Linked DNA regions of Ovis aries: region 1 is linked to region 2. The links are chromatin contacts, called in public Hi-C maps. All regions are on one chromosome and are shown on one strand. Each heading gives the region's core, a stretch centred on a gene start, on an enhancer-like site or on the middle of the called end of the contact. The rest is flanking DNA. Distances are from core to core; before and after follow the strand shown. Region 1 overlaps KIAA1549L (KIAA1549 like). Region 2 has its middle 7.1 kb from the start of C15H11orf91.

Region 1 (3,792 bases), core at 374-2,873, 110 kb after region 2:
AAGATGAGGAGAGGAAAACCATGAGCCAGGTGTCAGGTTCCTAAGGAGTGTGGACGCCAACTAGGATATCAAGCTAGGCCTTTCCGGCCTAGAGCATTCTCCACGTGCTGCCGAATCTAACATTTCTGCCACACAGTTGCTCACCTACCTCACCCTGGCTTTCTTTGAAGCCCTTATTTGGGTCCCTAATGCCGGGGCCATCAGAAAGCCTCATTAGTTCTGCCTTCTCTCAACCTGAACGCTGACAACAGATTAATCTCCCTAGATAATGGGTACTTTCAATGATACTATTTCCCCACACAGAAATCTCCAATAGCTCCCCAGAACCAATCTCATCACTGTACAATCCCTTCTCTTGCCATGCAAGGCCTGAGTCTCCTAAGCAATGCTCATTTCTACCCCCATCATCTCCTCCTCATGCTTCAGTACTGCAGGAAACTTGACTCCTTTTTTTCAAGCACCACTGGTACTTCTCACTTCCTTTCTATTGCTCCTGCTGCTTGCTCTTTCTGGACTATACCCTCTTCCCCACCCTCGGCTGGAATCATAGCGTACAATACAGTTACAAACACACTTTTGAACTCAGATTCAGATTCCTGTCTTGGAATTCATACCAGATCAAGTACTAATTCTGTGATGTGGAGCAAATTAGTTAACCTGTCTTAGCGTAGGTTTCTTCATCTGTAACTGGGAGCTAAATAAAGTTGCCCCAGAGAAATAGAGAAAAATTATGTAAAGCAATAAGCATAGTAGCTGCCATGGGGAGGACCCTCAAAAAGGCAGTTATTATGTTTCATACCCTTTCTCTATTAATTCTTCCCAGATACCCCTTGAGAGCAATCTGTCCCTCTGTTGAGCCCTGTATCAATCACATTGTCTCCTCGAAGCATCTCTGCATTCTACCCCTTTATATCTGCATCAACAGCTTCTCTGCTCCTTAAAGGCAGGGATTTAGCAAGTCTTGCCCACTTCTCTGAGTCCTCCAGCACAGTTCATGTAGGACTCTGGAAAGTTTACTGAATCAAATTACCTTTAATTCCCCAGCAGACAAATACAATCTCAGCAGTGGTGATTTTTCTAGCTGCTCACAAGACTATACTGAGGAGGGAGAGCGGGTAGGACCTGGGGCAAAGCAGTATTACCATCACCCTAGTATCCAAAACACATCCCTTCCCCAAAACCCGATAGCTACCTCATATCAGGGCTTCCCTGAGAGCTCAGCTGGTAAAGAATCTGCCTGCAATGCAGGAGACCTGGGTTTGATCCCTAGGTTGGGGAGATCCCCTGGAGAAGGCAAAGGCTACCCACTCCAGTATTCTGGCCCAGAGAATTCTGTGAACTGTATAGTCCATGGGGTCACAAAGAGTCGGACACGGCTGAGTGACTTTCACTTTCACCCAAAACCTATTGCTTTAAACAATATAGGAAACAGCTGGTTGGTTTGAGAACCTTGCAGAATAGAAATATTTTTAGCTCTGGGTCTACTAACATGAGTTTAGGGACTCACTTGGATGAACAGGAAATATTTGCTGATGTTAAAAATATTGAATGGAAAGACTGTCCCCTTACGGTCAGCTTGCAGAAGAACAACATGGTGCAGAGTCAAGGCCATCCTTTGGGAGTCAATGGTGCTCAGGATCTTGGCAGCTGCAGTCCCCAGCAGAGGCTTCCCATTGTACAGGGTGTAGTAAGTCAGCTCCGCAGGGTCCTTGGGTCCCGGCACCCGCTGCATCTTTACCATCTTTCAGAAAAAGATAGGCTTTGTTTACAGGGCATCGTGTATCAGCTCTGCAATTACTCACGTGATCAGCAGGCTCACTCCCGACTGTGAAGCCTTCTGCAGCTGAGTAGACCCATAACAGATATTTAAGGCGTCAACCTTCGTGTACCTCCCTAACACCGACGTCTCAAGAAACCCTACTATCGCTGGAAGAGGAAGGCAGGGAGGAGAAAACAGTCTTGAAAATACAAACTTCTGGGAAGAACAGTTTGAGACAGAGAAGAAACGCTGAAATGGTCAAGTCTCCAGCTTCTAGAGAACTCTGGCCTCATTTGAAAATAGGCCTCCACATGAATTCAGGGCATGTTAGGTTATGCTTAGACAAGATTTCTAATTTCAAATTCCTGCAATTGCCAGAGAGGGGAAAAAAAATGAACTTCTATGTTTGCAATTCAAAAGGTCTCTGATAAAAGCAAGGTTTGGAGACTCAAAGTTCTTTTTCTAAAATAACCTTTGTTGCTTTTTCTCACTGCACTACAGAGAATTTGAAAATACAGAAAAGCATCGAGAAATGAAATAAAATATAAACAACCTGTAACCCCTCCTCTACAAGCTAATTACTATCATCATTTTAGAGTATTTGCTACTATTTTTTTTCCACACAAGTCTCTTATCATTTTACAAAATTATTTATCATACTTTCTATATAATATTATATATTGCCATTTTTACTTACATCCATAGGGGCTTAATTATAATAAAAGCATAAATGTTAATTTCTACATGGCATTCCAAGGCATGCCTCATAAATTTACTCACCCAATCCTTTATTGTCAAACACCTAGATTGTTACTCATTTTTCAGTATTGTAACTAACAATTGATAATCACACATAAAACATAAATTTTAATACCTACATAATGTTCTACTGTGTGCATGTCTCATAAACTTAACTAAACCTTCATTTGTGGACATTTAGGTTGTTATCAAGTTTTCACTAGCATAATTCACCATTGATAAATATGGCATCATATAAGTATTTCCCAAAGTATATCTTACAGATTATGAGTTTCACAGGATATCAAAAGAGGTAACAAAAACGTTTATAGCAGCATTGTTCATAATAGCAAAAAAAAATACAAAAATTCAGAAGTCACTAACAGTAGGATGGATAAATGAATTATAGTACTGTTGCACAATTAAATATTATAGAGTAGTAGAACTAAGGCTCTTTGATCCAATGTGGGTGAATACAAAACCTGATATGGAGCAAAAGAGACAAATTACAGAATATAAAGTTCAAAACCAAACAAAACCAAATGATGCACTGCTTACGGAGACACATGAGAATGGTAAAATCTATACAGAAAACACAGGCATGATTTAATACAAAATCCAGAAGCACACTCAACTCCGGTAGAAAGGAAGCAAGTAGGTATAATCAGAAAAGACACAGAGAAAGCTTATCAGGTAAGGTAACAGTGCTGTTCTTATTCTTTGGGTTGTGGGTTCTTTTTTTATTAGTGTTCTTTAAACTCTGCCTATTTTTATGCTGCTGAGTATGTGTGCTATAAATAACAATTAAAAATAAATATTACTACAATCCAATAAAAAATGGCTTTTAAAATAATCTGACCAGACGTTTCACAAAGAAACATATCTGAGGAGCAAATAAGCAAGTTTTTTTAGATGCTCAATGAGGAAATTCAACTAAAACCCATAAGGCATCACTACCAACCACTAGAATGACTAAAATAAGAAGGGCTGATAACCCTGTGTTGATGAGAAGGTGGGGTAACTCCACATCCGGTTGGTGGGAGCATCAGACAGTATACTTTGGGGAAAGGTCTGGCGGTTTCTCACAGAATTCGCATACACCAACCCTGTGAACCACTCCTGCATACCCAGGAGAAATGAAAGCACATGTCTAAAGAAAGACCTGCAGAAGAAAGTTCAAAGAAGCTTTGCTTATTGTAGCTAAAAATTGGGAAAAGCCCAGGTGTCCATCAGCAGAAGCATGGATCAACAATGCTTGGATAAACAACCTGTAGCATATTTCATACAAGGGAATA
Region 2 (3,249 bases), core at 629-3,128:
GTTCACAACCCCAGAATTCACAACCCCTGGGAGTTCTCCCATCCTGGGCATTCCAGGTCCTGTCTTCCCTCACTAGGAGGAAGCTAGATTCCCATTACCCCAAGCTGGCTGATGCAAGAGAAGCTCCCTTGTTCTAGAAAACTTCAGGCTGGCAAGTCCAGTGAGGGGAGCTGGGGACTCTTAATGAGAGTCAGGAAAACTCAGTAGCAAGCTCAAGGAGGGCAGAGCTGCCTGGGGGCCCATTTCCCATTTCTTCCCCAGAGCCTCCTTTGCCCCCCACCCCCATCCATCCAAACTCATAAAACTGGCCACCAATTAAGTGCATCCTGGGCACAGAGGGAGGCAGTTAACATGAACAGTCTACTTCTTAGTAGTACTGGGACTCCATGCTTTCACCACACGGGGCATGGGTCCAATCCTTGGTCAGGAAACTAAGGTCCAGAAAACCCTGTGGCATGGCAAAAAATAATAATTCTTACTAGCACCTTGTGATATAGGAACCATCCTTGGCATGTTTTACAAATGAGGGGACAGAGACTCTGAAAGGTGTAGTGACTTACACCCTCCGCCACCCCTGGGCACAGGGCTAGGCAACGGCAGAGTGAGGATTAGAAGTCAGGCTTATCAAGGTTCTCCCAGGCCTTCCTGCAGTGTTCATAGCACAGACATAGGGGAAGCCCTAGTGAGTCACCAGAAGGAAACGTTAGGTTCAATACCGGGAGGACATAGTTTGGGAGTGGGCTGAGTTGTCTCCCAATGTTGAAGATGAGTTGACAGTCTTATGGTATCACAGTCAAGGTCCCAGGAATGCCCACACTCAGCCCCATCGCTTGTCCCTTCATCCCATGGCTTTGGCCACACGTCCTGTTATCAGGATGGTGGAGGAGGCAGGTCCTGTGATTCTCAGTCCGTCCTGAACAGAATGGAATGGAAGAGGCTGTATAGCAAAGAGAAGGATGCTTGGCAATTGAAAACAAGATAAGGGTCCAGGTGAAGCAAACACCATATGCACGGAATAATAGATAAATGCAGGCTGGCTCATGCTGGAGCCAGCTGGAACAGCTCATGAAAGCCAATGGTTAAATTTTGAGGAATTTTGTAAGCCGGTTGTAAAAACAGCCCTTGTTAAAAATTAACTTTTATCAACTTACAAGCAAACAATATTAAAAATGAAGGTAATAAATATTCAAAATTCAGCACTCCCTAATTATTTGCTCCATTTCACAATTACCCGTGCTCTTAAAGGTATTTATGGCTCCTGGGTCTGTATGGTGGAAATACTGTATAACAGTGTACTAATGTTACATTCCTTCTGAGTAACGTCCGTGTTGATGGTTTGAAACTGGCCACAGTGAGAGTATTTACACTATGGAAATTGGCAAATGTACAAATGCAGATTGTTCTTGTCCTCTCTACCCTTTCCAACCTCCATAAAAAGTTGGTTGTTAAACATTTACTAACACACCGCCAGATAAACAGGAAAAATCACTGATAGCTGAGCTAGAAGGAAAGCTGCTTTGGAACATTCAGAGTTGGGCTGAAGGTATGACTGAAGCCCCCTGCTGCTTCTGGTTTGTCTGCCCACTTAGTTACCCACATGGAAGAGGTAGGAAAGAAGAGCCTAGTGATATCTGCTCATGAAGGCAGGCTTTTTTTTTTTTTTTGTCACTGGACTTCCATCCCGTCCACAGCCGAGCATCAGCACATCCAGGTGCAGCAACCAGAGGCCAAGTGACTAGAGAGGAATCCAGAAAATGCATCCATGACACTTAGTTCCCCTGAACCAGGGATCCAACCTGTGCCCCCTGCAGTGGGAGCATGGAGTCTCAACCACTGATGATGCAAGGCCCAGGGAATGTCCTGGACCTCAGCCAATCAGATTAGCAGCTTGTACTCTCAGGGCATCAGTGTAGAGGGTGAACAGAGGAAACAGCCCATGGGTGGGGGACTGACGTTCATTCTCTCCAGCGGTAACTTGTTTGAGCTAGATGGAACAGCAAATCTGACAGAGGGTGAAACCAGATATTTGCATCATGACTGCTCCATCAACAGATTGTTAGTCCTGAGAGAAGCAGAGATTTCAAGTGTGATGGGGAACCTTCCACCCCCTCAGCCAAATAACCTGTGCCCTACACTATGGCCAAGGGATTCAGGCAGGATCTAGTGCCTGCAGGGGCCTGGTTTCTTGGGGAGCAGGAGGAAGACAGACATCATCACTGCATTAAAGTTTCCCTCTCACTATAAGTGAAGGCTGTACTGGTGCCTCACCCTGGCTTTTTCCTTTCAATGACATCTTGAGCCTGTCACCACCCAGATATGTGACCTTGGGAATATTACTCAACCGCTCTGAGCCTGTCTCATCATCCGGTAGATGGAGACATGTTCTCATGGGTGGGAGAAAACAATCAAGATGATAGAGGGGAAATTTTTCTCAGATGAGAGTCATAATTACCATAGTCATAGTTTTCCATCCTATTTAGGACTCATCTCTCACTGCTGAGCCCTGAATCTGCAGGGCTCTACAAAACTGATGGGGGTGAGTATGGCTAGGGGGCAATTTTGGGAAGAGGGTGATTCTTTTCTAGTGAGGGCCAACCATCTCTCTCCCAGGCAGCATCACATCTGCCACTTCAGATGAGGTCAAGGACTCGGCCCCTCCATAGGTGATGCCCCAAAGAGAGAGGGCTTCCATCCCATCCACAGCCTAGCATCAGCACATCCAAGTACAGCGACCAGAGGCAAACTGGCTAGAAAGGAATCCAGAAAATGCATCCATGACACCAAGCTGGAAGATCACATGTTCTAGGGGCTCTTCTTGTTGGTGGGGGAAAGAGGCCACTCAAAGCAGCTCACTTAAATAACAAGAGGGGATGATGGTAGGGTTGGTGGTTACAGAGAGTAGGAACTAATGCAAGAGAAAGAAACAAAGGGGGCATCTAGGGCTTTAGGAGGAAAGGAATGTGGCGCTGCCACTGGACACTTGGGTCCAACCACATTTGTTCTCTCCAATCATGTTTGTTCCTTGGAGAGCAAATGTGATTGGCTGGTGTGGGTTGCTTGTCTGTTTCTGTCCCCTTTGGGGTGGGGTGGCCAGAGTCCTGAGATTGCCGCCCCACCAGAGGCCCTTGGAACAGAGGAGGATTTTTAGACACGTCATATGTCCCCTCATGGGCCTCAGGCCCATTGGCACCAGGGCCTGGAAGCCACAAGGAGCCCAGGCAGCTGGTCCCCCCCCCCCACTTCCTCTCA

The links. Hi-C and Micro-C count contacts between places; a contact is called where the count stands out from the background.
Region 1: a Hi-C map of liver shows a contact between it and region 2, with 4 times the contacts expected there. The contact joins two enhancer-like sites. A contact is called at or near these places in 5 of 16 Hi-C or Micro-C datasets (hypothalamus, liver, mixed tissues and 2 more).

What each region holds. Positions count from the first base shown.
Region 1 is chr15:63,016,757-63,020,548 of ARS-UI_Ramb_v3.0, reverse strand. KIAA1549L (KIAA1549 like) reads right to left here. Exons shown (of 21, transcript XM_042233338.2): 10 at 1,570-1,741. Among named protein-coding and RNA genes, the nearest start is that of C15H11orf91, 120 kb to the left of the region's middle. Within about 2 kb of position 1,623, at least 5 of the 54 cell types and tissues checked have an H3K27ac peak or open chromatin away from gene starts, as enhancers often do. A contact at or near this core is called in liver, where this site is marked.
Region 2 is chr15:63,132,415-63,135,663 of ARS-UI_Ramb_v3.0, reverse strand. No RefSeq gene overlaps it. Among named protein-coding and RNA genes, the nearest start is that of C15H11orf91, 7.1 kb to the left of the region's middle. Within about 2 kb of position 1,878, at least 7 of the 54 cell types and tissues checked have an H3K27ac peak or open chromatin away from gene starts, as enhancers often do. A contact at or near this core is called in liver, where this site is marked.